Linked DNA regions of Zea mays: region 2 is linked to region 1. The links are chromatin contacts, called in public Hi-C maps. All regions are on one chromosome and are shown on one strand. The core of a region is the stretch at or near the end of the contact, and the rest is flanking DNA. Distances in the headings are between cores, read along the strand shown. Region 1 holds the start of LOC100283706 (glycosyltransferase 5). Region 2 holds the start of LOC100274227 (40S ribosomal protein S7).

Evidence for each region. Hi-C and Micro-C count contacts between places; a contact is called where the count stands out from the background.
Region 2: a Hi-C map of tassel shows a contact between it and region 1, with 2.4 times the contacts expected there. The contact joins the promoter of LOC100274227 here to the promoter of LOC100283706 in region 1. A contact is called at or near these places in 2 of 25 Hi-C or Micro-C datasets (ear and tassel).

Annotation. Positions count from the first base shown.
Region 1 is chr9:142,891,506-142,897,118 of Zm-B73-REFERENCE-NAM-5.0, reverse strand. LOC100283706 (glycosyltransferase 5) reads right to left here and starts at 2,084. Exons shown (of 1, transcript NM_001156605.2): 1 at 420-2,084. The coding sequence starts at 1,969. The coding sequence ends at 623. It overlaps LOC103639247, which reads right to left. Exons shown (of 2, transcript XM_020544310.3): 2 at 4,609-5,072. The coding sequence ends at 4,978.
Region 2 is chr9:143,156,929-143,162,541 of Zm-B73-REFERENCE-NAM-5.0, reverse strand. It overlaps LOC100274227 (40S ribosomal protein S7), which reads left to right and starts at 2,772. Exons shown (of 6, transcript NM_001148598.1): 1 at 2,772-2,820; 2 at 2,940-3,039; 3 at 3,173-3,246; 4 at 3,329-3,452; 5 at 4,890-5,072; 6 at 5,290-5,613. The coding sequence starts at 2,965. The coding sequence ends at 5,412.

The DNA.
Region 1 (5,613 bases), core at 835-3,334:
TACAACCAGTTGCAGTTGCATTCCACTGTAAGAAGTGCTGTTAAGGTAAACTCGTCACGATGTTAATGGAAGCTTGCAATACAAAAGTCAGCATAACAGTACTTCTAAAAGAACATAAGCTTGCCCGTCATGGTAACAAAATTCATCCTAGCAAGCCTTTTGCGCGTTTTGGTGATCGATTATATATACACACCAAGCTTGATTTAAGAACACCTACAGGGCTATTACCACACTTTGGCCTTCTCCAGCACTTTATATCTCACCTCCTATTGTATAAACAGTAGAGTCTAAGTATACACAGTCTACTAGAGAGTGGAGACAGCCTAACATAAATCCCGGCAATAATAAAAAAAACAGGAAACTCCATTGAAATCTATCATTGAACCAATAACTTGAGTTCATCCATTAACTCATTTGTACGTGTAAGACATAACTTATGCCAATAAATAAACATAACATAATTCTCCTAACACCTCACATTACAACAAAGATATCCATCCCATGACCCCAACCCAAACTTCTGTCGTCACCCGATTCTACAAAAAAGAACACTTTGGATTATAGACCCAACAGGATCTAGAACGAGCCAACAAAATAAACAAGTGGAACTGTACTCTAATTATCATGTGGAAGTCTTCACAGCCTTGAATGCTGGATGAAGCAGCCCAAGCTCATCCTTCGTCTCAAGCGGGTTGCTGGTCTCGTTCCTGATCCTCTTCACTCTCCTGCTTGCTAGTGACTTGTGTGTGAACCCATACATCTGCAAGATCTGGTTATCCCCAAAATTGAATGCACGGTCCATGTTCTTGAGGCATCGCTCGACAGGGTAGTCTCCAAATTTGCCGCATGGCTTGCACCCGACAAAATGTGTGACGAGCGGCCACCGGTGATCACCTAGCCCTGGCTTGTAGTTCTCAAGCATCTCCTCATACCTGTCGACCAAGATCCCCCAGTAGCCGTGGAGGTAGTACCCATTCTCAAGGTAAACCTTATCACCCCATTTCTCGCGCTGTGTCGCGAGGATGTACACCATGGCCGACTGATCATCGGCCTCGAATACTGGCCGATCCTTCAAGGACTTGGTCAGCACCTTGCCGGCCTCGATGCGGACAGGGCCCTTTGGCCCCATTGGCGCCCAGGTATCCAGCATATCAAGCGACCACTGGCAGTTGCGCAGCAAGAAGCTGCCGGTGTTGAGCCCAATCCAGTTCTTGTCGTCGTAGACCATCTCGTCCCAGCCGTGCATGATCAGGTTGTATGGCCCGTAGCGCTCCCACGGGAGCTCGAACGCCATGTCGGTGAACATGGCGTCAGAGTCCATCCACCAGAGGAACTCGACCTCCGGGTGCGCGAGGAGCAGCGCCCGCATGAGCGGGAGTTTGGCCCAGAAGCCGGCCATCTCGGCGTCGAGCAGCGCCATGTTGTAGAAGACCTCGATGCCGTGGACGCGGCAGTAGTCCATCTTGTTCTTGATGGACTTGAGGAGGTAGTGGTCCCCGACGGGGTTCTCGCAGGGCTTGGGCGAGGACCCCGTGACGAGCAGCACCCGTGGCTTGATGTCGTTGAGGAAAGGCGGCGTCTCCGGGTGGCGGCGGTGCCAGGCGGCGCGCTGCTCGTCCCAGTCGGAGATCTTGGGCCCCAGCGTGTAGGGCGGGTCCCTGAGCGACCTCGGCGGTGGGTCGGGCTCGTCGCGGCGGCCGGAGGAAGACGAGGACGAGGACGACGTGGTGGTGGTGGAGGCCCTGGACCTGGCGTCGTGGTGCTCCGCGAGCGCCCGGTGCGGGTGGGAGACGAAGTGCTGGCGGAGCTCGATGAGGTCCTGCTGCGGCGTGCCGAAGCGGCCGGCGCCGACGGTGCCGCGGAGCACAACTACGGTGAGGAGGAGGCAGACGACGGTGAGCTTGGCGTTCCGCGCGAAGCGCTGGATCTGCCGCATCCGGCGCTCGCCGACCACCCTCTCCGCCCACATTTTGGCCCCCTCCGTCGGCCACACTCCTTGCAGACGACCCAGGAATCGAAACGCAAGAGCCCAAACAGGGGTCCTAGTCCTAGCCGGACACGGTGCGGCGGCGGGCAATGCGGCCGCCGCGGGACTGGGGACTGGTTAGAGGGGGACGAGCCGGAGGAGGTTTTTGAAGCGCGGACGCGGAAGAGGAATTAATAAGTGTGGTGACGGTGAGTGTGCCGGCCCCGCCCGCCCGACCGCGAGTGAGCACGCACGTTGTGGGGGCAGGGGAGTCAGGGTCAGGGAGGCGCCTCGGGGAGCGGATTGCGTTGGCTGCCTGGGCGGGGAGGTGGGCGACGGATGGAGAAGGGGATCGAAATCGAATCAACCCCGCCGCAGATCGGGGGAGAAGGGGAGGAAGAAGAAGAGGAGGGGTGGAGGTGGTCACAGAGAGAGACGAAGGTAGAAAGAATGAGGCGGAGCGCAGAACGACGCGGACACGAGATGCGATGCTTCTAGGATGACTTTTTCATCCCCGCTGTCGCCTGCCTCAACACACGGTTGGTTAATTAAAGCAATTGATCTCTGTTTACCTTGTGGTTTGCTTCATATAAGGTGGGTCCATGGGGAGTGGGCCCGGATGAGAGGGTTTAGGGTACGGACCGCGTGCAGGTGTCGGTTAATTTACTCAGGTTATTAATCGGTTGATTTCCTTCATGACGGTGGCATGGGAAGTACTTGCCGAGCTTGCAGGTTGATGGATGGGTGTCGGGTTTTGACTTTTGAACCCTTTTTTATTTGATTTGGACCGCCCTCCTGCTCCCGTGTACAGATTTCGTATATATAGGTGTAAATTCGATGAGAAAAGAGAGCACTTATGAGCCATGGAAGCATGACAAATCCGATCCACGGAATTCGTCAAAGCTCAAAAGTAACATGCGTACGTTACAAAAGGTAAAAGATGAACGTGGTATTGCTTGGAAAAGGATTTGCTGTGACGGTGACCCGCCCGCGCCCGCCGGATGCACTGCCAGTTGTAGACAGGCCAGGGTGAGGGTGGGAGATTGCAGCCTGCACATGCACATGACGCGGTGACTTTTTCCAACGTACTAGATGACAAATCTATCCGCGTCCCCATCCTTCTGACCCCACCCTCACCCACGATAAACTTCCTCTCCACCCGTTCCCGCCGACGTGTGGGTCACCATACCATCCTTAGTCCCACTTGTCATCTGGGAGCAGAGTGCGTGTTCCATCTAGTAAGTACATACATATTATTGATCTGGGCGTGTCGGTCGTGGATCTTTCGTTTACTGCCTCGTCGATTTGATTAACGGCGAGGGCGACGGCGAGCAATTAACGGACCGTCATGATTTTAGTACTCGCCAGCAATAGGGGCTGCGTGTGTCGGCAAATTGGAGTTGCTACAGTCCTTAGGCTATCCGCACTCACACTACTCTAAATTCGTACTCTAAAAAGAATATTCTATCCTCGTCAGCAAAACTATCTACTCTATACCACAATCATCTGCGATCATATTTACTCTATATTTTAACTCTATACTAAATACCATATATTATATTATTTTTTCCACTTCACTTGTTTCGCTGTACGCACTTCACTTGCTCATCTGTGCATGCGTGGAGCACTCCGGCGTCCGGTATGCAGTCGTTGACAGAGTGCAGTCCACGCCATATTTGAGGTAGGAGGCTGCCTCGGTGACAGTGCAGTCGGGTTTGCAGTCGTCCGCTGCAGCGTCGCGATGACTCTAAAGGCTTTACAGTCCGACGACTGCGGATAGCCTTATGGCGCGTTCGTTTATGCGTTTTCGATTTGCTTAAAGGGGTGTTTGTTTTCTATGTATGTGTAATTTTTAGTTCATCCATTTTATTTTATTTTTATCCATAAATTGTTAAATATAAAAGATAAAAAATGAAATAAAATATAGAAACTAAAAATTAGTCCTAAAAACTTATAGGGTGTTTGGTTTGAGGAATGAGCTAATCCATCATCTTCTCACTCCTCACTATTTTTGTTTGGTTTGTGGAATGGAATGAGTTGATCCATCACCACCTCATTCCTCATAGTTAGTTAGTTAGTACTAATATGAGGAATGAGGTCATCCCACCAAATTTGAGGAATGAACTCATGATGCACCACCTAAATTTGGATGTAGTGATTCCTTAAACCAAATATATCATAAACACCCTAAGTGAGTGAGCGGCACAAATTGTAAGTACGTCCCAGCACGTGACATCACCATGGACTAGTTTCGCTGAGCTACGTGTATTTGAACAAGTGAAGTCATGTGTGGATTGGATGTTTAACCTATTAGAGTCAATGTCTAGCCACTGATTCATTCGTCATATGTTTATATCTAAATGCATAATAAAAATTATGCATACCTAAATGTATAATAAAAATTATATATCTAAATACATAATAAAAATTACATATCTATTAGATTGGTTGTTGATGGCGATGTTCGTAAGTGCCTTCTTATTTATGTTTTTCTCATGATAATCATATTTTTTTAAGGAGATTTTACTCAGCTTTTAAGAAAGCAATAACAGAGGTAGCTACATAGAGCACACCCCACAGCGTTGAACTGGGATAACCAGTTAACCAGGGAAGCTCCACACATGACACCCATGACCATCAAAAAAAAAACAGACCCTCCACTAAGAACTGAGACTTCAAATCACCAGCTTAATATCTATGACCTGACAAAGTTCAACTAACAAAGTTCTGAAATCAGCCGCCAGATCGCAGCTAGTACACACCATAAAGCTTCACGTAAAGCATCACTGATAAAACTAACCTAACAGATCTAAAAACAGGCCAATCACTAAAAGAAAAAACCTCATACGGCATCCATTACAGCGACAGCTTCCACGACTGGGACAAAATTTTGCATCCACGGCTTCCAGGATCAAAGCAGTTTTTTCGATGTAATTTAACAGTATTCAGACCAAACAGAAAAGAAAGGGTATTTTCCACTTCAAATCACTCCAATGTCGCTGCAATTTTCCTCAACCGAGTGCTGTTCCCGTAACCAATTCTTCATTGAGTCCAGAATATCTTCCAACATCGCTTGATCCTTTGTCTTGAGTAGCACGCTCCAGCTCTGCAAGAAAGACATGATCTCATATATGATCGTTGTCGAACTGTTAGGAAATTTTTTCGTAATCGCCATCTTATTTCTGTTGCACCAAAGGGACCAAACCAGCCCGGCAACAATAAAAAGATGAAAAGTGCAGGCAGCCTGGGATGTTCCCACTCCCCAATTACTAAACATACTAGCAACAGATCTGGGCACAAGATCCCAACCAGCAAAATTTTTCAATCTTCCCCACACAAGTTTCGAGAGGACACAGTGAATAAAGATGTGATCAACTGTCTCTTTGTCCCCACACAGAGAGCACAGCGTACTACCCTTCCACCCTTTTTTTTCTAGCACTGCGGCCGCTTGGATTTTCCCATTGTAAATTTGCCATAAAAAAATCTTGATCTTCAACGGCACCTTGCAATACCAAATTTTTTTGTAAACAGGAGATTTGACACCACCATCGGTCCTAAATCTGTAAAGGGATTTTGTAGTGAATCTGCTAGAGTTGTCGAGAGCCCAAAACACTAAGTCACTCCCATGAGAGGTATTATGCTCCCTA
Region 2 (5,613 bases), core at 1,523-4,022, 260 kb before region 1:
TACAGTCTGATCTGCAGAAGAAAGCCATGACCAAGCTTATGGGCTTGCAGTTTCAGGTGGTGTATAAAAAGGGCACAGAGAATGTAGTGGCGGATGCCTTATCAAGGGTGGAGCATATGATGGGGTTGTCTGTTCTCTCTGAAATTCAGCCTATATGGATTCAAGAAGTAGTGAACTCGTATGCCACAGATGAGGATGCACATCAATTGATCACTCAACTGTTAATTCAGAGCCCGGATGAACAGGGGTTTTCTTTGCAGCAAGGTATTATCAGAAAAGCAAACCGGATCTGGATTGGGTGCAACTCAGCTCTGCGCACTAAACTAATTGCAGCACTGCATGATAGTGCAGTTGGAGGGCACTCTGGAATTCAAGCAACGTATCAGAGGGTAAAGAAGGTGTTCTGGTGGAAGGGTTTAAAAAATGATGTGACACAGTATGTGCAGCAATGTGCAATCTGTCAAAAGGCCAAGGCTGAGAGGGTGCACCCCGCAGGGCTGCTACAGCCTTTACCAGTTCCGCAAGGTATTTGGGAAGAGGTGACTATGGATTTCATAGAAGGGTTACCAAAGTCTGAGGGGTTTGATACCATTCTGGTAGTGGTGGATAGATTCTCGAAATACAGTCATTTCCTTCCTCTAAAGCACCCCTTTACTGCTAAAGGAGTTGCTCAAGTATTTCTCGAGAATGTGGTGAAGTTGCATGGGGTTCCAAGATCTATAGTGTCTGACAGAGACAAGGTTTTCACCAGTGCCTTTTGGAAAAATCTATTCCAACTTATGGGAGTGAAGTTGCTGATGTCCACTGCATATCACCCTCAAACTGATGGTCAGAGTGAGCGAGTGAATCAGTGCTTGGAAATGTATCTCAGGTGTGCTGTACATGACCAACCTAACAAGTGGAAGAGCTGGCTCGCTTTAGCTGAGTACTGGTATAATACTACACATCATTCGGTGTTGGGATGTACACCCTTCAAAGTGTTGTATGGCTATGAAGCACCATTGCTTGTTGCACCAAAAACGCTGGGCATGGAAGATAGGGAGATAGCTGACTGGTTTGCTGAAAGGAATGCATTTTCAATCATGTTAAAGGAGCAGTTAGCACGCGCTCAGCTTCGCATGAAGCAGTATGCTGACAAGGGCAGAACTCCCAGGGAATTTCAAGTGGGCGATCTGGTTTTGCTGAAGTTACAACCTTATGCACAAAAGACTGTGGTGAACCGATCCTGTCCTAAATTGGCATTTAAGTACTTTGGTCCTTTCAAGGTGATATCAAGGATTGGGGAGGTGGCATACAAGCTGGAATTACCTGGGAATGCACAAGTACATCCGGTTTTTCATGTGTCACAACTGAAGCCATTTCTGCCCTGTTATTCTCCAGTTTTCTCAGAGCTACCTCCTGCGGTGGATTTGTCTCAAGGGGGTATAGAGCCAGAGCAGGTCCTTGATCGAAGGATGGTGAGAAAGGGCAATCGAGCTATTGTTCAAGTGCTGGTGAAATGGAGTGGGGTACCTAAGGAAGCTGCAACATGGGAGGATTATGCAGTGGTCAGGGCACGGTTTCCAGAGGCAAACGCTTGGGGACAAGCGTTATCTGAGGCCCGGGGAGATGTCATGACTGAAGACGCGGACTGAAATGGATCTGCGGGAGATGGAGTGGCGCGAAGACTGGTGGACCGAGGTCAGCCAGCCAGGCATTTCTATTTCGTTGTTAATGGAGTCTGTAATGGAGTTGTGGGCTGTTAAGCCGTATTAGTGCCATCTTGGGCCGTAAATAATAGACCAGGGAGTTGTTGGTGTGCCTGTAAGTATTGTACTCGGTGCTTTGAGCCAGACATGCAAAATCAGAAAGGAATCAAATCTGTTGAAACTACCCAACCACTTATCTCTGTTCTTCTCTGCTTGTCTTGCGTCTCACGTCGCGGTGATCTCTACCGCTGGCAAGGGTCGTGACACAAGCAAGACGAAGCTGGACCATCTCAGCGTCGGTAGCAAAAGCTAGAACTCGTCTACGGTGATGCCGCCCCTGACGACCTCATAGTCGTCTAGGTTTAGGGTCTAAGCTACTTATTTGGGACGGGAGGGTTTAGGGTTTTCCGGACGGGAGATCTCCTTGTTGGCCCTCTGCCCCAGCCAGTAAGTGCCCACCTTGTTCTTGATCTCGTCCATCTATCGTCTCCTTCCTCTCTACAAACAGGCGATCGAGCGGCACCGGCGATCTCTCTGCTGCTGCCGCTGCTCCGGTGTTCCCTCCTGCGTACGATCTCTTGCTCTGATTCTAGGTTAACTTCTTTGCTACGCGGAGACGGAGAAGAAAGGAATCGTGGGAGGTGTGTCCTAGTTCACCAGGTCGCGCGTTGGGCGCGAGCGCGACCGGATCAAAGCGAGAAGCGGCGAGGAAGATGTGTCCTCCACCGCCGAGCAAAAGCGACAGCTCTTTCCTCTTCGTATGGGAAAAAACCGGCAGCTGACGACAGACGTGTGTAACTCGACGACATATTTCGTCACGTCACGTCTCGTCTCGCCTCTTCCCTTCATCACTTCCTGAAACCTCCGCCGTGAACGAAGCGAAGCCTTTCGGTGATACAATTGAGCCAGAATGCTATGGGCCTAAGATGCACAAGCGTAACACACCTCTCAAGTCGGGCCACAAAGTAGGCTTCGAAAATATTCGGCCACCCAGCCTTGTCGGCCCACTATCCGGGGCTAGGGTTTTAACCAAGCGTATAAGAGCTCCCACTCGCGCAGACACCCAAGCCTCCACCAAATTAAACCGCCGGCGCCTCCACTTCGCGTTCTCGCCTCATCTCCTCCCGCTCAGGTATCCATCCCTGCCCCCTAGTCTATCGTCGACCTGGCCGCCCGTTCTCTGCTTACCATCTCCCTTTGCGCTGTTTGCTGATCCGTGCTCTCCTTTTCGAATTTCCTCCGCCGCTGCAGGATCCGGCGGCGAAGGTAAGGCAAGATGTACACCGCGAGGAAGAAGATCCAGAAGGATAAGGGCCTTGAGCCCTCCGAGTTCGAGGACTCCGTCGCCCAGGTGAGCCGAGCTCTAATCCCCTTCTCTCCCCTCCCGTTATTGCGCTTTTATTCTTCGAAATGCTGCTGCTGTGTTGGGTTGCCCACGTGTCGGGGTTGTGATGTGCTTTCGGCCGGTTTTGTTGTACCTGCAGGCTTTCTTCGACCTGGAGAACGGTAACCAGGAGCTCAAGAGCGACCTCAAGGACCTTTACATCAACGGTGCTATGTAAGCTTACGCCCTTTGAGATGTAGAAGCCTGTGGTGTATGGCTGTGACATTCGGTGACGATGCTTGTCGTGACTCTGCAGCCAGCTGGATGTTGCCGGGAGCAGGAAGGCTGTTGTGATCCACGTCCCATACCGCTTGCGTAAGGCCTTCAGGAAGATCCATGTCAGGATCGTCAGGGAGCTGGAGAAGAAATTCAGCGGCAAGGTGAATTTCTCGTTTTTTTTGGTTTTACTGCTGCTGTCCGAAGTGTATATGCTAATTGTAGCAACTGCATAAGCTTGAACGGGGTAATGGATTTAGTTGCATTGAGATAACATACATGTATGCAACTTATGTTGATCATGGTTATTAAAGCGGTAAAACGTTACGAACCACCTTTTTAACATTTAACGTTTAAACGAATGCTGAAACGTCTTTTCAGACATTTCAAAAAATTTCAATTATAGAATATGTTCATACAAAAGCTAAGTACTTAAGTTCACAAAACAAAATGAAACAGATCAAGTTCAACCACACAAGTTACAACTTGTATCTATGATCAGTAACCATTAACTCTTGATGACTGAAAGTCTGAAACTAGAGAGGGCGTCACTGTTTGAACTGGAAGACTGAACCTAGAACTCTTGATGATTGAAAGTCTAAAACTAGGGAGGGCGTCGCTTCACTGGCCTGGCAGTGCTGGATTGTTGGAGGATGGAGAGGGAGGAGGGGGCAGAGGAGAGGAGAGGAGGGAGGCTGTGGGCTCTGGACGCAACCGGAGGGAGGGCGGCAGGCAACAGTGGATGCTGGAACCTGAGGAAGGGCGACAGGCGACGCTGGAGATGGATGCGGGTGGGTGGCGACGACCCTGGAGGAGAGGAGTCGGGCGGCGGCGCTGGAGGAGGGAGTCGGGCGGTGGTGCTAGCAGGACCTGGAGGAGAGGATGGAGGCGGGCAGCTGCGCTAGCAACAGCACAAAAGGAGAGTATGTGAACACACATAACGTCCTGAACACGCATAGAACGTATGAAAACGAGAAAACGACGTTTAAACGTGATAAACAGACGTTCTTCATGTTTTTGCTAAAACGACCGGACGTTCTAAACTCTATCCACATTTTTTTGTTTAAACAATGCTTAAACGACGTTTAAGCGACATTTTAATAATAATGATGTTGATTTTCAGGATTAGGATATGTAGCACCGAAGTTGCCATCCTATTGTAATTCTATTACCCTTGCATAAAATTGGTTGACATGAACAAACTAGCTGTTGTCACTGTCGATTATCAATAATGTCGTTGATATTTGTATTGCATCCTTTTGGTTCATTCAACCATTCCAATGTTTGAATTATTTGTTGGCGAAACAAGCAGAAGCTTCTGACCCCGCTTTACCGCTCTGTAGTTTTCTTTCATATTAGACCTGCATACTTCACCTTTTATTTTTCTCGCACCTATGTTTCTCTTTCTTTCGTTAGTGCTTGGCTTGGTGTCTGTCATATAGATATATGTTTTGACATAATATGCACTTTTTATGAGACTGTTGGTTATTGTGGTTATTCTTGTACCATAGCATATGTTAGAAACTTTTAGATTATCTTGTTTGATTTGCAACGTTAGTCAAGTTCGCAAGAATACTTATCACGCATATTACATGCCACAGGATGTGGTAATTGTTGCCACAAGGAGGATCGTGAGGCCGCCCAAGAAGGGTTCAGCTGTTCAGCGCCCTCGCACCAGGACTCTGACTGCTGTCCATGATGGCATCCTGGAGGATGTTGTCTTCCCAGCTGAGATTGTGGGGAAGCGTGTCAGGTACCGTCTGGATGGTGCCAAGATCATCAAGGTAGATGCTTTCATCTTGCTTTCTTCAGATAACCTACATGTCTTATTGAGGAACTGAAAGATGTCACATGGGATCTTTGCTGACAGTTGTAGTCACTTGAACAAAAACACTTAAAATTTAGCCTTGGCTTTTGTTATCTAGATTTTTTTGATACAGTTTATGGTTTGGCTAACATCTTGCAACAAGGTACTGAACCTTTTCTTGTGATGCTATTCAGATCTTCTTGGACCCAAAGGAGAGGAACAACACAGAATACAAGCTGGACACCTACACTACGGTCTACCGCAGGCTGTGTGGGAAAGATGTGGTCTTTGAGTACCCTATGGCCGAAAATGCATAAATATGACGCCCGGATATCCCCATTTTATTTTGTTGAATCTGGATGTTTCTTTGGGGTCTCAACTAGACTGCTCCGTATGTACTTCAAAAACCATAGTTTTGATGCCAAAGTTGTTGCCTAGGAATTTGGTACTCGGGAATTGGTAGCGGACCTGAACAATGTTAAGTTTTGAGCATTTAAATTTACCTTTGTCATGATAAC